3 separate regions of the Mus musculus genome follow, and regions 2 and 3 are each linked to region 1. Evidence: chromatin contacts called from public Hi-C and HiChIP or PLAC-seq data. All regions are on one chromosome and are shown on one strand. Each heading gives the region's core, a stretch centred on a gene start, on an enhancer-like site or on the middle of the called end of the contact. The rest is flanking DNA. Distances are from core to core; before and after follow the strand shown.

The links. A called contact is a pair of places that touch in the nucleus more often than the background predicts. HiChIP or PLAC-seq counts read pairs in DNA pulled down with a chosen protein or histone mark.
Region 2: a Hi-C map of pro-B cells shows a contact between it and region 1, with 4 times the contacts expected there. The contact joins the enhancer-like site here to the promoter of Cct2 in region 1. A contact is called at or near these places in 11 of 484 Hi-C or Micro-C datasets (B cells, the Ba/F3 cell line, CD4 T cells and 8 more), 3 of 115 datasets of contacts at active chromatin or transcription factors (bone marrow-derived macrophages, effector CD8 T cells and memory CD8 T cells) and 1 of 9 other capture datasets (liver).
Region 3: an H3K4me3 HiChIP or PLAC-seq map of embryonic stem cells shows a contact between it and region 1, with 3 times the contacts expected there. The contact joins the enhancer-like site here to the promoter of Cct2 in region 1. A contact is called at or near these places in 1 of 39 promoter capture datasets (embryonic stem cells), 30 of 484 Hi-C or Micro-C datasets (B cells, LSK cells, Th1 cells and 15 more), 7 of 115 datasets of contacts at active chromatin or transcription factors (the SCID.adh cell line, embryonic stem cells, epiblast stem cells and 1 more) and 3 of 9 other capture datasets (adipose tissue, embryonic stem cells and pancreatic islet).

The regions. Positions count from the first base shown.
Region 1 is chr10:117,061,661-117,066,024 of GRCm38.p6, forward strand. It overlaps Cct2 (chaperonin containing Tcp1, subunit 2 (beta)), which reads right to left and starts at 2,192. Exons shown (of 16, transcript NM_007636.3): 1 at 2,046-2,192; 2 at 1,316-1,390; 3 at 1,157-1,222; 4 at 365-476. The coding sequence starts at 2,048.
Region 2 is chr10:117,432,455-117,436,818 of GRCm38.p6, forward strand. No RefSeq gene overlaps it. Among named protein-coding and RNA genes, the nearest start is that of Gm32141, 13 kb to the right of the region's middle. Within about 2 kb of position 2,532, at least 152 of the 459 cell types and tissues checked have an H3K27ac peak or open chromatin away from gene starts, as enhancers often do. A contact at or near this core is called in B cells, the Ba/F3 cell line, CD8 T cells and 7 more, where this site is marked.
Region 3 is chr10:117,340,540-117,344,903 of GRCm38.p6, forward strand. Cpsf6 (cleavage and polyadenylation specific factor 6) reads right to left here. Exons shown (of 10, transcript NM_001013391.2): 10 at 4,129-4,364. Among named protein-coding and RNA genes, the nearest start is that of Cpsf6, 34 kb to the right of the region's middle. Within about 2 kb of position 2,417, at least 24 of the 459 cell types and tissues checked have an H3K27ac peak or open chromatin away from gene starts, as enhancers often do. A contact at or near this core is called in embryonic stem cells, epiblast stem cells and trophoblast stem cells, where this site is marked.

The DNA.
Region 1 (4,364 bases), core at 942-3,441:
TATGCACCTGACAAAATTTTGGAAGACCTTTAACCGTTAAATACTTTAGCTTGAATGTGCCTCACGAGTTCATGTAAATTAACCCCTAATCTTTTTCTGTCTCACCAAGTTAGGCCTTTTGTCACATTATGACAGCAAGAGAACTCACCAAGAAAGGGCCCACTTGGACTTGGCAGTTCAGCCAGACTGAGTTGTACCATTTAAAAATTGTGGTGGCAGCAGCCCCCCGTGGACTATGGGTAACAATGATACTTCTGACACTCATCTGACTAGCGATAAATGCCAATGGCCATCACTTAAGTAGCTGACAGCCTATCAGGGAATAAATTATTGGAAAATAACAACAAGCAAATCTTATACTCACCAACTAGAACCTTTGCTGCGGGGTTGTCCACACCAATGTTCTTGAGAATGGTAGCACCGTCGTTGGTCACCATCAGAGCGGCGTCTCGTCCACTGCTTAGGAGAATTTTGTCCTGAAAAGAAATATATTTCTGTCAAATTAAGGTCTAAGTACTTCTTCAAGAATACATGCAGATACCAAAACCTCTGGATAGTTAGTTGGCTACTAAATGTTTTCTATGCATGTATCCTACAACCAAACCTCAATGTGTAAAAAGCTTAGACATACAGGCAATACAAACTAGCTCTGCTACACTGTCACAAGACAGCAATGGAAACAAATATCCCAGAACACTATATGACAGTTAAACACACTAAAAGCAGATACACATAAACAAAAAACAGTATGTTACTTTAAAAATGTGTTGCAAAAATATGTAACATGATAAACTTACCTATAAGTGAACAGAAAAATACCAGCTACAGTGTACTTAGATATAATAATAAATAAATCTAAAAAAGAAAAAGAAAAAAAGAAAAAAGAAAAGAAAAATACCAGCAAGTTTTGTAAATGGTAACACTTGCTGCCACTGGAGAGGGATGTGAGATTGGGGATGGTAACACAGGAGAACGGTTTATAATTTGTAAGTTTTAGATTAAAAAACATAAATAAGAACATTGTTACTATCTACATTTACACCAAAGGCTTTAAACCATTATTAAAATTTTGGCCAGCCACTACTACGCAAGACCGCAGGAAAGCAAAATTAGAAACAAACAAAAGAAACTTCTAAAAATTCCCTATCTTTCTTACCATGCCCTTCGGTCCCAAAGTGCTCTTCACCAAGTCTCCAATGGCGATGGCACCGATAAACGACGACTTAAATTATAAAAGAAAAATCAGAAAAGGCGGTCAGAATTTACCCTCACAAAGCGTTGGATTTTATCATTTAAAAGCAACAGACGGGCTTACCAGGCGAGCTGTCTCGGCCCTCTCTTCATCAGCTCCAGCCTTGAAGATATTAACAGGTGCGAGGGAAAGGGAAGCCTAAGAGAGGAAGCCAACACACGCCGTTTGAATGCCAGTACTCGTTAACACCCGTCCAGGGCCTCTCACTAGATCGGGAAGTAGATTATCTAAAGGAAAATTGGTTTACCATCTAATTTCAGGAATCCGTCCTGGGAGTGGGGTATTTACTTAAATGGGGAGAGGGACGCTCATATGGGCGCCAGGAATAAATCATCACACCGACCCACTGGTCTGAATGGCAAAACTAAAGGCAACATTGGGCCGGTCGAGCACGGACCAACATAGCTACCTAGCTACCCTCCATCTTCCGCAGGCAAGCACGGCCACTCGCCCTTCCAGCCCCGCCCCGAAGAGGGCGGAGCCAGCAGGTCCTGCTAGAAACTTCTTCACTTGGGGTGAGGACCGGGGGTCGCCAAGGTCCCCTAGCCGAGAAACAGCCCTGATCTTACAAAGAGATGCTGACTTAGTGTGCGTTCCCCCTTCCCGTCCCGCGCGGAGAGCTCGGTCACCCGGTCCCACGCAGGCCTCATGCCCGGCCCGAGCCATGTGCGGAGGGGCCAGGAGGCGGCCGCTCGGAGCCTGCGACTCCGGTTAGACAAGAGGACCAGCGGGGCGGCAGGACACAGCGGGGCGGAGCAGGGAGCCTAAGTCCTTGGCCGAAAGCTAGGCTCACCATGGTTCCGACGGATTCCGCGTAGAGGAGAGAACCCCTCACAATCCGCGCCGGGAAGCCAGGCCGGGGAAAGAGAGAAAGGCGGAAGTGACGACACGCTCCGCCGCGGGGGGCGGAGCCGGACGCACGGGTTTCCGCCTCCTGCGTGGCGGGCTGGGCCGGAAGCGTAGCGGCTCGCTGGAGAAGGGGCGGGACCTCAGTTGGTGGCGGAAATCATTGAGCTGTGGGCGGGGCTAGGGGCGGGGCCAGGGGCGGGCTGCTTTAGAATAGAACTAGAGAACAAAGAGACAATGTACCGCGCGGGTTGCCGCGGAAACCAAGTTCCTGCTGACATATATTTTTAAAATATAATCTTTCAAAATTTGTTTTAAGGTCAGACGTACATTTTCAAGTGTTGCACACTAATCATTTCTATTATTTACCCTTCCTGGAGGCAACCATTCCCATTTTCGTGCTTATTTTTTCCTTTGGGAAAGTTATTTATCAATAGATTACTAAATGATTTTTTTATAAAGGAGTCTTCATTTAATCTTTCAGACATGATCTGACTGTGTAGCTCTGGCTTAGCTCGGAACTCACGTTGTGGACCCAGGCTGGCCATTCTGGGATGCTGCTTCTGCCCTACCTCAGCTTCATTTGTTTTCTCGGGGGGGGGGGGGGGCACCCTAATATAACTTACATGACTTCAAAGCAGAGATCAAGTCCTAAATATTCCAGTTTATCAAAAATAGTTTTCTCGGGAGCTGGAGCTATGGCTCAGCGGTTAAGAGCACTGACTGCTCTTCCAGAGGTCCTGAGTTCAATTCCCAGTAACCACATGGTGGCTCACAGCCATCTGTAATGGGATCTGATGCCCTCTTCTGGTGTGTCTGAAGACAGCTACAGTATACTCATATAAATAATAAATAAATAAAACCTTTAAAAAAATTAGTTTTCTCGGGCTGGCGAGATGGCTTAGCAGTTAAGAGCACTGATGGCTCTTCCGAAGGTCCTGAGTTCAAATCCCAGCAACCATAGGTTGGCTCACAACCACCTGTAATGAGATCTGATGCCCTCCTCTGGTGCGTCTGAAGAGTCAGCTACAGTGTACTTATGTATAATAATAAATAAATCTTTGGCTCAGAGCGAGCAGGAACTGAGTGGAGTTGACCAGAGCAAGCTGAGGTCCTAAAAATTCTATTCCCAAGAAGGCTCGCAACCATCTGTACAGCTACAGTGTACTCACATAAATAATCTTTTAAAAAAAGAGAGAAATGGTTAAAACATACATAGTCTAGGGAAAAGCCCCAAAACTAATGCAAAAAAAAAAAAAAAGTTTTCTCGGCGCTAGCGAGATGGCTCAGCGGTTAAGAGCAGTGGCTGCTCTTCCTGGGGTGCAGAGTTCAATTCCCAGAAACTCCATGGAGACTCACAACCATCTAATGCCCTCTTCTGGCATGCAGGTATACATGCAGATAGAGCACTCATTCATATATATATATATATATATATATATATATATATATATATATATTACATAAATCATTTTTTAAAAGATTTCTCTTGGAATTGGAGAGATGGCCGAGGGTTAAGAGAACTGACTGCTCTTCCAGAGGTCGAGTTCAATTCCCAGCAACCACGTGGTGACTCACAAACATCTGTAATGGGATCCCATGCCCTTTTCTGGTGTGTCTGAAGACAGCGACAGTGTACTCACACACATAAATAATTCTTTAGAAAATATTAATTTTTGCCGGGCGTGGTGGCACACGCCTTTAATCCCAGCACTCGGGAGGCAGAGGCAGGCAGATTTCTGAGTTCGAGGCCAGCCTGGTCTACAAAGTGAGTTCCAGGACAGCCAGGACTACACAGAGAAACCCTGTCTCAAAAACACCAAAAAAAAACAAAAACAGAAAATATTTTTTTCTCTTTACTCTTGACACCTAAGGCAAAGCTCTCGTGCTTAAAAAAAGAATGTTAGTTTTCCTTTTATCCACTGGTAGGTAGCATTTATCTCTCTGATCACTTAGCAAGTACTTATATTTCTGATACTTGCCGACACTCAGTCATTTTCCATTTTTAGTTATTTTTACCCTTAGATATAGTAAACTAATTTATATTGAGTTGGCAAGCTATGGAGAGTCAAATCTAGTTATCAACTGCTTATAAAGTCTTAAGCACTTAAAACTAATTATGTGTGCATGTGTATGTGTAGACATGTAAATGCCAGAGGACAACTTGGAGAAACCAGTTTTGTCCTGCCATCACAGCTCCCGGGCCCTGAACTCAGGTTGTCAAGCTCAACAGCAAACGCCTTTACCCACGGAGCCTGTTTCTTAA
Region 2 (4,364 bases), core at 1,282-3,781, 370 kb after region 1:
GAGAATCACGTGGGCTAATATATGAATGATTTCAGCAGTCTCCACTAGAACCAATTCTAGCCATTCCCCTCCGTTAAAGACGTCTTACAGGCTGGCTCCCTGCGAGACTCTGCCTATAGGGGGCGCTCGAGGGAGGCCGAAGAGGTCAGGGCCGCCGCAGTTGCAGAGCGCAGACTTGTCCCACAAACCGCAGCCCCCTTTCTAGTAACAGTGGAGTCCGGTGTGCAGTTTTGGCAGCACTGGGTTCGCCGTGCCCGATGCAGAGAACGAGCATCAGCAGATTTCTAATTTAAGCAATTCCGGCCTCTTCTCTTTCTCCTCTCCGAGCGCTGTGGGTGGCAGCTGCTCCCCACCTTCGCTCATTTGAGTTAACTTTAAGGCAGGGACGTTTGCCAAGAGTTGGAGAGGCGCAGGGCAGGTGAGGGAGCATTGCTCTCATCTGCTGGGTGAGCTGAAATGCTTTGAAATAAACACCCTACTATACACAGGATAGGCTCCTACAAGGGATTCCATCCAGTGTAGCACCAATAGCAGGGCCGGGAAACCCTGGTTTACAGTAACCCCTTCAGTTAGAGATGACATGTACTACAAAGCCATCATTGGTATACTATTAAGACTATGCAGAGACAAAACACCTTTGAAAAGGAAGGAAGGAAGGAAGAAACCACTTGTGGTGGCGCACGCCTTTTATCTCAACACTCGGGAGGCAGAGGCAGGAGGATTTCTGTGAGTTCCAGGCCAGCCTGGTCTACATAGAGTTCCAGGACAGGCAGAGCTGTTGAAAAAAAAAAAATCTTTGTATTAGATCTTTCTGTCAAGTAATGTTGTGGTTCTGATTAAATCCTGCTGATTCAACTTTTTCAGAGTTACTAAAAGCAGTTAGGCTGCACATGGTGGCCCAAGTGAGTAATCTCAGCAAATGGGGACAGGATGAACACCTCCATCTGAGGGGGCGGGGCAGGAGGCGTACTTCCATCTGAGGGGCGGGGCTGTATAGAAGTTCACAGAGTTGTACAGATTCAGACCTGGTTAATTTTGGTGTGTGATGTTTTTTTATTTATTTTCAAGGTTAAAAAATATAAAATTTATAAGATTAAATGAGGAATTAACTAGAGGAAACTTAAAATTTCATGTTTTAAGTCAACGAATGAATTGTAAAGGATTTATGATTAACTCGTCATTACAAAATCTTTTTTGGTCTTTAATCCTAGCACTTGGAAGGCAGAGGCAGATGGATCTCTGTGAGTTCAAGGCCAGCCTGGGCTACATGGTGACTTCCAGGACTACATAGAAAGCCCCTGTCTCAACACAAAACCAAAGCCAAAAATCAACACAACACAACACAACACAACACAACACAAACACCAAGACTGGATACAGTACATAAATAAGGAGTAATGGAATTGTTTATGGCATCATGATTGTTGGCGTAGAACCTAAGGGGGTGGGGGGTTTGGAGGACTGCTGTCCTCACAGCAACCTCATCAACGGGATTTTATACAATCTATATTCATTTATTATTTAAAAATAGCTTATTAAAAAATCCTGCTCTATAATATACTGCCCCATAAACGCTGCTCAACGGAAACCTCAGGCTAGCGGTTGGCAGGTGCATTCTCGTTGCCCTTTTTTGTTTAGCCAATGTTGCAGAAATGTACTACTTGGGGGTGAGGGTGGGGAGAGTCAGCTTTGGTGAAGACAGAACCTTGTTTGCATATGGTGCTGGCAGCACCGCCCAAGGACAGCTTGAGGAGACCTAGGCTCCCCCCTGTGCCAGAGTCCCTCGGTCTTGCTACTGAGTTCGCTCCCTTAGGCATTCGCCTCCTGGAACTCCAGACGAGTTCTTGGTCATCTTTTGCCATGATTTTACCAATCCTCAGAGCAGCAAAGGTATTTCTTAGAAAGTCCCAGGTAACGGGTGACCTGAACCTGGAGCCAATAACTTGAAGAGGTTCCTAATGTGTCCAGCCCTGTTCCAGGCAACCTGCGTGTATTTCTTCATCTAATTCGTCCAATAGTGCCATGAAGTAGGTCCTTGCTAGTGTTAATTCAGCACTGAAGAAACCAAGCAAGGCTGGGGTGAGGGGTTGGGGTTGGGGTTGGGGGAGCTGGCAGAGTGCTTGCTAAATTTGTGCAAAGTCCACAGCTCAATTCCCTATTCTCCAGAAAGCAGGTATGGTCGCACGTGCCGGTAATCCCAGCACGCAGGAGGATCCGAAGATCCAGGCCATCCTCAGCTATATAGAAAGTCCAAGGCCAGCCTGGGGTACTTGAGACCCTGGCTCAACACAGATGAGTAAGTTAATTAATAATAAAAAAGTTTAAAGAAAATAAAAGAAATCAAAATGCAGAATGTTCAAGTAGCTTGTATGTGCTATCAGACAAGAATTTCAACAAGCTGTCTAAATCGAGGGATCCTTTAAACTAATATTTAAGAATAGCCCATACAGTGTGTTCAGACGCCTCTTATCTGTTTAAAGAGCCGGCTCAAACCAGCCTGGAGACAGAATATTTTCAAACGTGAACCATCTGGTTGTTACAAGTCAAACCACAGGAAGCCTGCATTAGAGTTGGCTCTCCGGTTGACTGTGCCCAGCCTCTCTCTCTCTGGTTTCCGCTTCTCTTTGAGTGTTGACTTCATTCTCTCAAATAATGGCGGTGCTTCAGACTTGTTTTCAGTGTGCTTATTAAAGAGTACCCTCAGGATCAGCTGCAAGACTGGGCAGAAGAGGAAGTCAAGCCACGATGCTCTCAACCAGGGTCAGCTCAGTAAGAGCTTCAGAATTCTGCGCTAACAAAGAGACAGAGTAAATAAAAATGACCCGAAGGCCTTCCCGTGGCCCGGAATCTGACCTCAGCAGTGACAGTATATGACTTTGTTGATTGTGCTGACCTCTATCATTGAAATGTCCCGAGGGACTGAAGAGCACGCATACCAATGAGAGAAAAATGTCACTGCGACGAGGGCCGGAATCTTGCGACTCCATCAGGGAGAATTCTCCCTTTCATGGTGGCTCCCAGATCTCGTTTAGCCTGTAAGCTAACAAGAAGAAGAGGCGGTCAACGCACACGTGGTGGCCATCACGACAAACGGGATGACCTAAGAGACAAACGATTAGACGGCAGCGCCACCGTGTGGTAGTCCACGTCCTCACCGCAAGCTGAGGTCGGAAGAGGGTGTCTCTGTGATCAGGAAACGTGCAGTTTTTGTGACATACAAGCAAAGGGGAAGGGCAGGTCCGCGTCCCCACACTGGATTCATATTTTCTGGATTTGTTGATGCCCTCCCCCAGTTCTGATCTTGCTGGCCTCTGTACTGCCTGCCTTACCTATCTGAACTGACCGTGTACCTGTGAGCATCCAGTGTAATATGTTTATTCCACACAGATTAATTTCAAGTCCTCGGGGCAGTTTTCCGTCTGCTCTGTGCATAGTGCACAAGGCTAATACAGTTACAAGAGCCCAGAATGTGGCGCCGGCCCAGCTCTCTGGTGATGCTGCTGCACGCACACACGCGGCACTATGCTGACACCTTCCTTTTCTAGATCTCTTGAATAATCCACGTTGTTCTGCTCTGCATCGGCCTCCTTTAGATACTCCAGGAACTGCTAAACACTCGCTTCTCTCTGAGGACACGTCTAGTTCTTGAGCTCCTTGCTTCAGTTTAAAATTGAACTACCTGGCTCACCCACTCTGCGTTTTCACAAGATGCCTGGTTACCTACCATTTAGTCCAGGTTCTGCCGTTAGGGGTCCCACGCTCTGTTTAGCCTTTGAGCGGCAGGTCTAACACTGGATCAAATCTCCTTGCTGTGGCTGGCCTTTGGCCATCTGTCCCAGAAGGGCAAGCCTTGTTCTCCCAAACTCCCTCTGTCCTCTCTGGATTCTTCCGTATCGCCAGCATCTCAAGTAGAAGAACCCAAACTCTTGCTGAAGCAAACCTCCACCCATTCCAGAACAAAGCCAGGGCGGTCCTCAAGCCAGCCAGGTTTCCCCGGCTATGGGCATCTGTTTTCCATGGCATGGTGGCTGCACCAAGAATGAGGTCCTCTCTCCGTTAAAGGGCACACCCTTCAGAGAGGACCTGGAGCACAGGACTCTCCTGTGTCAACAGCAAGTGTCTGGGATGTGATGCACTCAGTCAGCACTTTGGTCCATTGTTGAGTAGACAGAGCACTTCCGGGGAACATCGTGGAGGGATAGGGGACAATTACACTGAGAGCATTAATGCATTCAAGTTTTACAGTAGGGTTGTTACTTCTATCCACAGGTTTCTAAGCATATCTCTCTGTGTGTGTGTGTGTGTGTGTGTGTGTGTGTGTGTGTGTGTGTGTGTGTGTGTGTGTAAATGTATGCATTCCACGG
Region 3 (4,364 bases), core at 1,167-3,666, 280 kb after region 1:
AACTCTATAGAGCTTGTCTACTCATAGGCTAACCTGAGATCTGTGCTGGCACCCACTAGTAAATTCACACAGCTGCTAGATGAGCATAATAACTTACACATCTTCTAAGTCAGCTGTGTTTCTAGGATGAGTGAGATGCTTCAAAGTGGAAAACAAGGCCAAATTTTCTTTTCTTTTCTTTTTAAACATTTATTTATTATATGTAAGTACACTGTAGCTGTCCTCAGATACCTAAGAAGAGGGCATCAGATCTCATTACAGATGGTTGTGAACTATCATCATGTGGTTGCTGGGATTTGAACTCACGACCTTTGGAAGAGCAGTCATCTCTCCAGCCCCCAAGGCCAAATTTTCTAAACTCTAAATCTGTATATGCTTTAACTTATCGTTTATTATTCATGTGTATGAGTTTGCTTGCATGCATATTTATGTGCCATGAACATGCCTTGTGTCTTTAGAGTCCAGAGGAGAGCACTGTATACCCTAGAAGTGGGATTACAGTTGTGAGCTGCCACTGAGGGCTGGAAATTGAACCTGAGTCCTTTGGGAGAGCAGCCAGTGCTGGCACCTTTGCAGCTCCTTCCACAAGTTTTATAGCCATCCATCTACTTGGTATCTGACAGATAATCACAAAGGTAGCATCTGTGCACATGCGTGCAAGTGTTCACGTAGGTTATACGTGATGTGGATGCTGAGGATCAAGCTTGGATGCCTGCCCAAAAATGTTCACACTTCACCACTAAGCCAATTCTTCTGTCCCTGCATATTTATGTGACACTTTAAGAAAACGAAATAGTACTTGAGCTGCTTGCTATGCACTGACTTAAATACAAAGCATCTCACAAAATCTATGTAGAGAATAGGAACTCAAAATTTGAGGAAGTGAACATTTATAAACATATTCCTAATTACAGTTCAATTATCAATATAACGTAAAAATTGTGACAGTAGGGCTTAGCATGATAGGGATGGACAAGTAACTAAATTGGGAATCCCGGAGCATTTTCTTTTCTTTTTCTTTTTTTTTTTTTTTTTTTTTGGTTTTTCAAGACAGGGTTTCTCTGTGTAGTCCTGGCTGCTCCTGGAACTCACTCTGTAGACCAGGCTGGCCTTGAACTCAGAAATCCGCCTGCCTCTGCCTCCTGAGTGCTGGGATTAAAGGCGTGCGCCACCACGCCTGGCCCGGAGCATTTTCTAACTTCCATTCTGCCCATCAGAGCTTCCTCTGTAAAGTGTGATGAAAAATGACCCCATTCTTTAACACACACCCTCACACAGGGAGTGAATGGGTAAGCTATAATGTTGTGGCTAGGCTGATAAGCAGCAAACTGCAAAGTCAAGTTGACAGCCTTTGTCCACAGCTTTATTCATCTACCTCCCCCCCCTCCGAAATAGATGCATGTAAATGAACTGCCACAAGTAAAATGGAGCCTAAAACTCAATACCTGCCAAGCTTTGATAATTACTTCGCCTAAATACAAACCGCACCTACACAAAATATTCTCAATTTCTAGTTCAAAGTAGGTGGATCACTAAATACGAATATCATAAACTTCCTACCACCTAAGTACAAACCTATAAGCTTTTATGTATTTATTCTCCTTTGAAAATAATTTTTCTGTTTCTGCCCAAAAAAGTAGTACTTCATACAACTGATCTCAGTGAGTAGCTTGTTTGCGTCCTCACACCGCTGTCACCACTGGTCCAAATTCTTACAAACTTAGTTTGATCTCCATTTTAACTGTAACTAAAGATTACTTAACCCCAGTTCTCAACTTCAAAATTAAAATGGACAGCAAAAATACCAAGTGCACCCTTTAAATGTCATCTAATGGGCTCCATCGGCACTGTCAGACACAACATCATACAAGCTTCTCATTTTTCACTGTATGCCACCTCATTTACTTTTTCTCTCTTCCTTGTATTCCATCTCCTGACTAAGTTGTAAACTTCACTGTCCTACCTACCTCATCTTTCCCAATTGAATCTGTAAAGATGCTTTGAAATGCTAACTGAATTGTGGCCCGTGTATGCATGTTCTTCAATACCTGCTCCAGGCAAACAAGCATTCTTTAAATTCCTACCTAGCACACTGAATCACAGGCTTTTTTTTCTTTCTCCAAAAGGTGGTGCTTCCCCTTTATCAGGCCCCACTCTTCAGATTTCAGTGTGATGTTCAGGAAAAAGCTAAAGCTCTCTATAACTGAGTGTGGGGTCTTTCCTCCCACTAAGTGTAGGGTCTAACTGGGTAAACGCAGCACTAGCTAAAAAAGTCTGACAACATAATTACTAAAGCCCAAGTCAGAAACAGAATACAGTGGCACACATTTTAAATCTCAGCACTCATACTGAGATTTGGAGTCCAGATAGATTCCCCAACTGATCACAGCCTGCTAGGCTGGGGTGCGCCAGTACAGCAGAAACAAGGGGCTGTATCTCAAAGTGGGAAGCAAGAGGTAACCCTGTATGCTGTACTCTGATCTGACAGGCAAGTACCTGCATGACAACACAGACACATAAACAGGGCTAACTGGTAACTTACTTAGGCTAGCCTCCAACTAGATTCACTCCTTCCACTTCCAAGTGCTGACAATTACAGGCACATAGTAGCACAGCCAACTGACTTTATGGACTTTTGAAACTATTTATCTTTCATCCTGCATACCTGATCAGAATCAATGTGCATACACAAATTCCTAAGCACCGCTAATGAACGATAAAGTTGAAAAGGCCCACAAAGTAGCTATTTCGTAATCATGGTTAGGAAACCCAAGCAGGAAGACTAGGAAAATCGGCTTAAATCCCTTGTTTAGCAGAAATGGCTTTGCCTGGGTTGGAGCTGTAATCCACTTGGTAGAGTGCTTGACTATCATGCAGGAGGCCTTGGTTTCAGTCCCTAGCACTGCAGAAAATGACAACGGCACCATGACTGTTATGAAGCACTTAAACACGGTAGAAGGATCCCAAATTCAATGCCATCCTCAGCTATAGCCTAAGTCTGAGGCAATCCTGGCTGTGGCAGATTCCCTTTTTAGTCTGATGTATTCTTTTAAGATATTCCCACTAACTTTACACAGTTCCATGAAGGCTATAGATACAGAGCCTCAAATTATTCCAATGAATGCAACTTTAAAATGCATAAAGATAGCTGAAGAGATGGCTCAACGGTTAAGAGCACTGACTGCATTTCCTGAGGTCTGGAGTTCAATCTATTCCCAGCAACCACATGGTTGCTCACAACCACCTTTAAAGGGATCCAATGTCCTCTTCTGGTATGCCAGAAGGCAGGCAGCTACAGTGTACTCATATGCATAAAGTAAATAAATAATTTATTTTTAAAACTGCATAAACAGTAACAACAAACCTAACAATGCTACACAAACACTGGAGGTAACATGCATTATTTTAACCTAAATTACTTAGCACTGTTACTGAGAAATTAGTAGAAATTGTTTACAACTTCAACTATTATATATCCGTATTTCTTTCTTTTTTTAGTACTCTAATATACCCCAAAATGGCCTGAATCTCATCAGATGGGGATAAATCTGAACTCCTGATCCCAGTGCTAGGATGTGCCCTACTGCAGCAGGTCTATTACGGTGCTGTGTATCAAACCCAGACTTCCAGCATTGTATGCAAATACTCCACACAACTGAGTTATATCTCCAGCCCCAATGGATCAAATATTTGAAGAACTAATCTGATATTTAAAAGTATGTCCTATAATGTTCCCAGGTTAACTGGTAACTATAGCTATGATCCAAATACGTTTTTAATTCTAAAGGACTAGTGAGGTTCATAATCTCAGGATGAGGTGATTATAATTCTACCCAGATGTCTCAGCAAGTGAAGGTAATGCCACCTAACCCGTCACGTTGTCCTCCCATCTCCACACTTGGACCACGGCTGGCACACACATGCGTACACGCACACAAATGGATTTAATTCAAACTTTTAAAATATGCCACGAGAAAATAACCACTCTCAGAAATGTTGTCTTACACAAAACAGAAATGAAAGGCTAATCTCTATTAATATTGCATTTTCCCAATAGATATTTTTCAAGGTTAAATGAAATAGTTAAGCCAAAATTATAAGTCAAACAAAAAGAACAAACTGCAAAGTATTACCAAAACTTTGTTTTTATTTTCAATACAAGATAAATACCATGCTTGTTACTAGCGCAGTTTTAGGCCAACAATGGCCATATAGAAAACTGCTGAACAGTCACCTAAATGCTAAAGAAAGAAAAGACAAAGTAAACATTAAACACAAAATTGCAAGTACAAACATTTTAATAAAATGGGAATGAGCCTTTTGAAGGAAGCTAATATGGAAGTCTAGTTTTCATGGACATCAAC